Regions from separate parts of the Gossypium hirsutum genome. Here region 1 is linked to region 2. The links are chromatin contacts, called in public Hi-C maps. All regions are on one chromosome and are shown on one strand. The core of a region is the stretch at or near the end of the contact, and the rest is flanking DNA. Distances in the headings are between cores, read along the strand shown. Region 1 holds the start of LOC107899333 (mannose-1-phosphate guanylyltransferase 1). Region 2 holds the start of LOC107899326 (ribulose bisphosphate carboxylase/oxygenase activase 2, chloroplastic).

Region 1 (4,503 bases), core at 1,463-3,962, 280 kb after region 2:
CATGACGAGGTCATTGAACAAAGCAATTAGATGAATTGTTTTCTAAAGAGTATACAATAAGGAGTTTTCAATCATGGTACTTCTTGTGGACTGACTCCATGATTAAGTAATTGTGAATTATTGGAACAATGCTTTTGGACATAATTGCAATCACTAGAGCCTAATTGTATATGTCCGATTGGTCCCTCCGTTAGCTCAAAAAAAGCTCGATCGGACCGCATTTGAATCAGAAGAAAATTCTATAACTTTGGGAATAATTTAATTGAGTCAATTTATTCGAAGTAGAATTAAGTTAAGTGGTCGTAATAATTGTTCAACTTATTCGAAGTAGAATTAAGTTAAGTGGTCGTAATAATTGTTCAACTAGAGAATTTGATTAAAGAATTTTTTTGAAAATTTAATTTGGAAAATTTAAGTGATTTTTGGAAAAATTAATTTTGATCAAGTAAAATTAAATTAATCAAATCAATTAGAATTAATATGGAATTTTTGGAAGTTAATTTTCAAGTCAAAAAATTGGCCCAATGGGTAATTGAACTTGAAAATTGGATCTGAGATCGTAATTTGGGCCTAGGAGCCCAAAATCTAGACCAAGACCCAAAAACTAGTCAAAATGGAGCTCGGTATGTGAAACCGTGCTGACAGTCCAACCGGTGGCTAGACCAAACCAGTCGGATCACCATTGACCTGGATCGAACTGGCTCGAGGTGCCGTAAGGGTGTCGCACCTGTATCACCGGACACGACGGTGCCGGTGGCTGCGATGGTGACATCTCGGTGGCCGGCAGTGGTTGGTCATCGATGGTTGAGCAGTGGAAAAGTTACACTACTAGGACTCTACTAGAGAATTTGATTTCAAATTAATTATTCCAAAACTAACATTATTTTAATAGTTTAATATTAAATTTAATTTAATACTTATCTTAATAGTATTTTATTAATTTTATGTTAAAATGATTATCTTAATATTAAATTTAATTTAATGTTTATCTTGTAGATAAACGTTCTATTATTTTAATAAGATTTAATATTAAATTTAATCTAATATTTATCTTAATAAATATTATATTAATTTAATATTAAAATGATTAAGTTTAATCATAGTTGAACTCTCTAAACTCTCCTTATATAACGAGAGCCTTAGGTCTTATTCACACACTTGAATTCAATAGAAAGTTGTAGAGAGAAAATTCTTTGAAGATATTATTCCAGAAAATTGTTAGAGATATTTTTCTAATTTACAACTTGACCCAAAATTTTAAAGAAATTACAAAATTACCCCACTGGTAATTTTTGTAAAAATTTCTGATTCGAAACGAGCCCATAGTCGGTAGACGTGAGCTTGAGGATAGCAGAGAAAACTACTCGGTCGAAGTGTTCATCCTAGATGAATAGAAAATGTACAATTTTGATTAAGTGTTTATTACTTTAGATATCACAACCAAGATCTTGTTTTGGAAAAATATTTAAAACTCTGGTTTTTCACTAAATTTATTTTCCGCTGCGTTTTCCAAACTCGTTTTTCCAACTTGTTCAAGTGTATTAAATTGCATATTACACTAGAATTTATGCCTCTAGTGGAAGATTTAGACAGACGAGACTAAGAAGAGACTCTATCGTGTAGGACTTTAATACACTTGTGCCGAATAGTGAGACCAAAAGGAAATCTATATGCCTAGGTGAGACCGAGAGGAGAACCTAGGTGGTATCTTTTAGTCTAGGATGAGACTGAGAAGAGATTCTTAGCTAAAAGTGACAAACAATATAATCATCATAGGTTTATTAGCTTAGTTAGTAATCAATGACTCATTCAACCATCATTTCAATCCATTTGTATAGTTTCTAGTGAAAAGGAAGAAAGTTAGTTTGATATTTTTATTTGTTAATTTAAATTTAGTTTACAAATAATTTGTATTTGAATTTACACTAATAATTTATAACTCGATTATATTAACAATGGTTTAACTTGTAATTAACTTGATAAGACATTTATCAATTGTTTAAATGGTCTGTTTTCTGTGCACACGCACATGTGATCACTGAGCTACAATATACAAGCTTTGTTCCATTCCTCACTGCCACTTAATCCTAAACCACCCTCAGACCTTGGTAGACAAATTAATTGCGAATAGACACAAATACCAGTACCACTACAATCCTTGCCTTTCCAAAAGAACTTTGAACATAGATGGGATCCTTTCGAGAATAGTTTTTGGGCAACAAAAACTACCTACACCAAAAACCCTGCATGTTGCAACCTGCTAGCAAAGCTTAGGTGGCGAGCAGACCAATGCTTGATTTGATAGCATCTTCTCAATCAAGGGCTTGTAATCAAAGATAAAAAATCTTCTAGTTATAAGTTTTTTATACAAAATATTAACAAGTTAAATATTAAAGAAAATCATTTATATTGTGAGGATTGATACTATTAAATAGCCATACATTGTCTCAAAAATTTATTCAACTAGGAGCAAAATTGAATTCCAACTTAATAGTGTGAAAAGTTATTTTAATGGTGTCCATAGAAATTAATTAAAATGTATTTTAAAGCATTTATTTAATGTTTATTTTTTAAAATAATACTTTAATTTTTTTAATAAATATCATCCTAATTAACTTATACTATTTAATATTTCCGAATTTAGGAAGTAAAAAACACACACACACACAAAAGAAAAATTGGAAGGCCACTTTATTAGACTAGCCCACATGGCCTCAGGTGGCAATGGCCTTGTACATTCATCAAGGAATCAAAAGCTTGGCTTTAACTTGGACGAGGAGTCCCCATTAGAGCATTAATTTCATCCAATTTATTTCCAGATTTGTTCCGAGAAAAGACCGCCAAGATCTCTGTCACAATCACAGGCTGAAAGTTCTTACAAATAAACTCCGATCAAGCCACTTCTGTAAGTCTAGTTCAAGTTCCTTACATGTTCCAATGTCTCCGCCACCTTAGATCCATCTATGATCAAACGTCCCCCATTTTTGCTATTTATGATTTATGGGATTTGTTATTAGATACACTAACGACTCACTGCTTGAGATAATCCATGGTATGGGTCATATAATTTACAGGAAATTCAGATATTTTGTGAGGTATCAGGATGAAAGCACTCATTCTTGTTGGTGGATTTGGAACACGATTGAGACCGTTGACTCTTAGCGTCCCAAAGCCTTTGGTGGATTTTGCTAACAAACCCATGATACTGCATCAGGTTTTATTATATTTTATTTTAGATTTTTCCTCATCGTCTTTGGTTTACTTCTTGTTTGTTGTTGGTGATTTTATATTCCTGGAAATATTGGTAGATTTTCAAAAACAGGTAATCCTGTTTAAAATGGGTTTAAGATTTATTTAGACCTGGCTTTTGTTACAAAGATAAATTTGGTGATTCTATGATTAAAAAAAAAAGTGTGAAGCTTTACGTGGTATTGTTAAACGAATGATTGTACATAGTTCGTTTGTTTCCTTTTTATTTGTAATACTACCAGATTGAAGCTCTCAAAGCTATTGGAGTTACTGAAGTTGTTCTGGCCATCAATTACCAGCCAGAGGTAACATAGAAAAGTGCCCTTTTATGGCTGCAAATTTTCATATTGATGACTGTTTGTTATTGATTTTTTTTCCTTGAAGTTAGTTTTTTATATTGCTCCATTGATTTTGCAGGTTATGTTAAATTTCCTAAAAGAATTTGAGAAAAAGCTTGGCATTAAAATCACCTGCTCACAGGAGACTGAACCACTTGGCACAGCTGGTCCTATTGCTCTGGCTAGAGACAAGTTGATCGATGGCTCTGGTGAGCCATTCTTTGTCCTCAATAGTGATGTTATAAGTGAATATCCACTAAAAGAAATGGTAAATTTTCATAAGGGTCATGGAGGAGAAGCTTCCATTATGGTGACAAAGGTAAAGTAGTAAACTGGGTTTAGCATTCTTGAGAAAAAGCTTGCCATTAAAATCACCTCCTCACAAGGATCTTTCTTTTGTTTCAAGGTGGATGAGCCATCGAAATATGGTGTTGTAGTTATGGAAGAAACTACAGGCAAAGTTAAAAAGTTTGTCGAGAAACCACAGATATTTGTTGGTAACAAAATCAATGCTGGGATTTACTTGTTGAACCCATCTGTTCTTAACCGAATTGAACTGAGACCCACCTCAATTGAGAAAGAAGTGTTCCCAAAGATTGCAGCAGAGAATAAGCTTTATGCGATGGTGCTGCCTGGGTTCTGGATGGACATTGGACAACCAAAGGATTACATTACTGGCCTGAGAATGTACTTAGAGTCGTTGCGTAAAAAGTCCTCTGCCAAGTTGTCAACTGGATCTCATTTTGTTGGGAATGTTTTGGTAGATGAGAGTGCTGTAATTGGCGATGGCTGCCTCGTTGGACCTGATGTAGCCATTGGTCCAGGATGTATAATTGAGTCTGGGGTAAGGTTGTCACGCTGTACTATAATGCGTGGAGTTCGTATCAAGAAGCATACTTGCGTCTCCAATAGCATT
Region 2 (5,103 bases), core at 586-3,085:
ATTAAAGATAATTAGCATTCTCTCGTCAGCAACCAATAGGAAATATCTTCAATTCAAAGATGGGTAATCACCAATAGATTGTCCAGGGAAAGTATCAACAAGCTTGATAATGTCTTCCCGAGGAACATTGTCAATTCTGAAAATACCCGAGCACACCCCAATCCTATCTTCCCGAGTAGGGGCCCAGTAGAATTTCTCCATACGACCATCACGGATAAGAGGAGCATACAATGTGGAAAAGTCATTACCGGTAACTATGATAGGAACACGAGGGTTCTCTTCCTTGTTGTACATACCAGGGAGCTGAACATTTGTAGGGTTATCAGCAATGTTCATGAGGGTAGCATTCACCATTTGATTGTTAACCGTGTATTGGGTGGTTCCACCCATCCTTCCCGCACCTGCATCGAGATCGTTGATAAAGAGGCAACACATCTTTCCCTTTCTGATGATATCTGCTGCCTCACGATACCTTTGCCTAATCAATTTTGCAGGCTCTCCAGCATTCCCACTTTCCAATTCACCAGCACTCATCATAATGGGACTGGATATTGTCAACAGATTTAAAGATTAAGGATGTAAATGAAAATTTGAAGGTTCTTGTTATAAAAAAATCAAGCAATTTGTGTCCAACTAATAGGCTAACAAATGTCAACAATTTTCCTGAATCACTCAAGTATGTTAAAGAAAGGGATGGAACAATAAGGATATAGACTTACTTGATTCCCATCTTGGCAAAGACAAGCTCACATTGGAATGATTTCCCTTGGCCTTTACCTCCCCAAATACCCAAAATAAGAGGAACCTGTCACAGTTATTCACAAAATTATCCAACTTTATTGATATTCATCAAAATGATAGACTTAGCTGATTAAACATATCTGGAGACATTCTATGAACAAACCTTAATATTTGGCAGATTCAAGAAGTTTTTGGTGATGTGAACAACAACCTTGTCCATGAACGCAGGAGCAATGTAGAACCCATCAATGGTATTGTCATAGTTGAACCTACAAACAGTTGAGCGACGTCAATTCCCACACTACAATTCCATGATTTCTTCAAATTTGCATGAACTTTTTAACATGAAATCCCTTAGCATGCAACTTACGTGCGAAGACCTTGACTGATGTAGTCATAGGAGCTCATGATAGCATGGTGAGTTCCAGTTCCCACAGGAGCCTGGAAGAGAGTGTCCACCATTCCCTTTCCTCTGGTAATATCCTGTTGGTCATCAGATTCATCATAGACGAGTCCCACCCACCTGTCTTTTGAGGTTTGCTTTGACTCATCATATTCACTAACAACCTTGAAATTCTTGGGAAAAACCTTGTTCTGGTTGACCTTTGAGGTACCCTTCTTCACACTTTTCCCCAAGAATATTGAGCTTGGAGTTGGACCACGGCCATTCGACTTCAGCTGTAACAAAGAAACTCTCTTTTTAACTACAACACCACAAGCTTGTAATAAAATAACAGAATCCATATCCTTATTACTTATTTATGATCTTCTTCTTAACTGTCTATAAACAAGAAACAAATGACTAGAAATGCATTTCTTTTTCCCTCTAGGAGTTAAAAGACGATTAAAACAATGAAGAAGAGGCAGTTGAAGGACTACAAAGTCGAGAGAAGCTACGGTAATGACTAAGACAAGATCAAAAAAATAGGCGGGAAAAAACATAGTAATACCGGCAGTCTGTTGACAGCTCTAACGGCTGGGACAGCAGTAGCCATGTCTCAACGGCTGAGATCAGAATTGGGAAAGTCTTAAAAAGAAAAAAACTCGAAACAGTTGTTGGAGTGTTGTGGTTTGAAGATGAAGTTAGGTGTGGTGGGGGACTTTATAGGGAGGAGATATTGGAAGGAAGTGGGCAAAACCTGTGGATTAGCTTACGAATTGGCTAACGGCCACACATTTACAATTTGGAGTTTTATGAGGGGGGCATTTGGTGGGGTAGACGTTTGTTTTGGATCATGGGGCTAGTTTTGGTTACATACAAACAAAATGGAGGCTTCGCGGAACAGTGTTGCCTATGAGCTTGGGGTTTAAGCTTATGTTCCCCTCGTCTACCCATGTTTTTTTATTTATCGAAATCAAGATATTGATTGCTGATAACAATAATTAATTTCTTTTGTTACCCAGTAATCTCCAAAAAGAAATAAATGGTTAGTCAGAACTATCCATATTAAACATTGCCTACAACTTTGGATTTTTCTTTATTCTAAGAAACAACTTTAATGGTAAATTTGTTCAAACATTTTTTAATATATATAGGGTTCCAAAGTCTGAAGTAATCAAAAGTTATGTCACTTGATTATTAATAAAAAAAATATCAATGATGAGTTATGTCTCTTAAATTCAAAAGTTATGTTATTTGATTATTAACAAATATTCACAATTATTCGATAGAAATGGTATAAAAATGTCTTTATAATTAGAGTTATGCAAAGATTTGATAATCAATAGTCATTTTAGAAAGAAAAATTTTTAGCAGAACTTCCTACTTCATCAGGAGAAAAGATTAGAAATCAAATTAGAGGAAATTAAAGAGGTATTATTTCATATGAAAAACTTACCTATGGTGAACTAATTAGTTTCACCCGAAAGGAAGGATTAAAAATTTGTCAAGATTTAAAATTACAAAAACAACTTAAAATGAATACTCATAAAATTTATATAAAATTCTTTGAATGGTTTGAAGAATATCATTCAAAATCCATTAATACAGTAAAAAATAATACTAGATGGCAAACCAATAAAGGAACGGTTGAATCTCAATTTCCCCATTTAATGGAGGTTCAATATCTTCACAAAAATATTGGAATGAAAGCAAGTTCTTTAAGAATGAAAGCTCCTGGTGCAGGAGAATAAATCTCATCAAAAGCTATTAAAATGATAGTAGAATAAAATAACTATACAAATATCCGTCTTCATACAATATGAAAACAATTAGATTATATTGAAGATTTGGTAGAAATTCACCTAATAAAGAAAGAATCATAATTATTCAAACAGATATATATTGAATAATTATTATTATAATAAAGATATGATTATTCATTTGGATAATTATGTTATTCCTATAAAGAAATATGAGATTTGGTATAAATAAGAGTGGAACACACATCTAAAAATATAGAAACTAAGTTTATTTTTGTTCTCCTACTGTATCTTTATTTTTAGATTATTTTATAAAAAAATATATAAAAATTCTTAAAAGGAATATTTAAAATAACAAATTTTATTTATATTTAAATATCAAACTTAGTGGGAATATCTTATTTTTGGTTCATTAACTATGTAATAATATAAACTTGAGAACATCATCCGTGGTTGCATTGTACTCTAATTTCACACCATCCCTCGTCAAGAAAAAGGGGTGTGGTTATTGGCAAAGTAAATTAAATTGAATGCAGGATGGCATTGGCAACTCCAGAAACTTCTCCGTTCAATGCAAGAAGCCAAATACATGAGAATAGGACGTCGGTTCTTTGGTTTCAAAGTGCAGCTGTCACGATCTTGAAAAGACATCGTGTTATTTTAGTTTGGGGTTTTGGGACTGCATTGAACCGAGCTGTGACCAACTGGCTCTGATTAGTTCTTGTCCTTCTTATCTTGTTATTGATTTGAAAAACAGTGCAGTTCGAGATGCTTCCCAGCAATTCTATTTTTGTCTAAGGAGATCTAAACAATTCTATTCTGTTTTATCTAAAGTTCTCATCAACTTATGAGAAGCATATTTTTCTAATAATTTTAGTGTATTTATAAATTTTAATAAATTTTAATTTTTTATATTTTTTATACATACATATCACATCAACATATTTATCTACCCAGTTTTCAATGATTTCTTTTATCATATCACTTATGGTTAACAATTAAATTGGTCAACGGTTATTTTCATTATAGAAGAGTTTAATTATTTTTTAAAATTTTTATTTATTTTGATTTTTTTTAAAAATTTTTAAATTTCAACAATTGAATTAAAAATTGATGGTCTATTCGTTTTGACCACCAATCCAATGCTTACAACAGATTTTTTATTTATTTATGAAGGTTCTTTTATTTACTTTCATCATTTTTTTTGGCTTCTATAGTGATAATAATGGGTGGTTAAATGATGAGAGATGTGATATGATAGAATTGGGAGTGACGAGAGAATAAGAAAGGAAAGAACCAAGAGTTGTTTTCCCAATGTATATTTCATGCCTCCGTATTACAACCATATTACCTGGTTTATAGGGAAAATAAAAGAAAAACGACAAAAAGGAAAGTTATAACAGTAGTAACAAACTAACAAACTTATTTGATGAAAATTCATAGAAATTACTCTTTTTGTCACTAGAAATTTCAGCTCATATCAAGATAGTAAGGATGAGTTGGTTGAAAGGGGCCCTGGCCTCTTAGGGATGGCAAGATAGAGGCTTTGTGATGAAAGAAAAGAGTTCTTTATGAGTAGCTCAGAGATAAATAGAATCTAAAGAATTTGTTGCTTCTGAAATGAGAATTCTTGAATATTAATGACAAATATGGGATGACATGGTGTTGAGTTTAAATTATGAAGGAGATATTGATATTAAATGTGATTTTTTTGTAACACCCTTAACCCGTATTCGTCGCTGGAACAGAGTTACGGAGCATTACCGACATTTACAAATTAAACAGACAGAAATTTAAAATATATCATATCATATTAATAAACACATTATATCCAAGTCAAATCATACATATTGCCCCTTATACAAGCCCTCGAGGCCCAAAATACACATTAGAAACAAATCGGGACTAAATCGGAAACTCAGAGAATTTTTCAGAAACACTTAAAATTTTCAAAATTGCAAGGGTCACACGGCCGTGTGAGTAAAAGACACACCCGTGTCTTAGTCCGTGTGGGCATTTGAAATAGGGACACACGGTCGTGTCCCAGCCCGTTCCCCTGCCCGTGTGAGTATCCTGATTTGGGTCACACGGCCAAGCCACACAACCGTGTGCTAGGCCGTGTAAACATACTGACTTGCAAACCTCTACAAGCTACAAGGGACACACGATCGTGTCACCTAGCCGTGTGTGACACACGGCTGAGACATACGCCCGTGTCTC

What was found. Hi-C and Micro-C count contacts between places; a contact is called where the count stands out from the background.
Region 1: a contact with region 2 is called in a Hi-C map of leaf, with 2.7 times the contacts expected there. The contact joins the promoter of LOC107899333 here to the promoter of LOC107899326 in region 2. A contact is called at or near these places in 3 of 34 Hi-C or Micro-C datasets (all in leaf).

Annotation. Positions count from the first base shown.
Region 1 is chrD04:45,897,848-45,902,350 of Gossypium_hirsutum_v2.1, forward strand. LOC107899333 (mannose-1-phosphate guanylyltransferase 1) reads left to right here and starts at 2,713. Exons shown (of 5, transcript XM_016825014.2): 1 at 2,713-2,905; 2 at 3,075-3,214; 3 at 3,492-3,554; 4 at 3,667-3,906; 5 at 3,994-4,503. The coding sequence starts at 3,104.
Region 2 is chrD04:45,619,107-45,624,209 of Gossypium_hirsutum_v2.1, forward strand. It overlaps LOC107899326 (ribulose bisphosphate carboxylase/oxygenase activase 2, chloroplastic), which reads right to left and starts at 1,836. Exons shown (of 7, transcript XM_041091240.1): 1 at 1,692-1,836; 2 at 1,112-1,419; 3 at 905-1,010; 4 at 720-805; 5 at 72-544. The coding sequence starts at 1,736.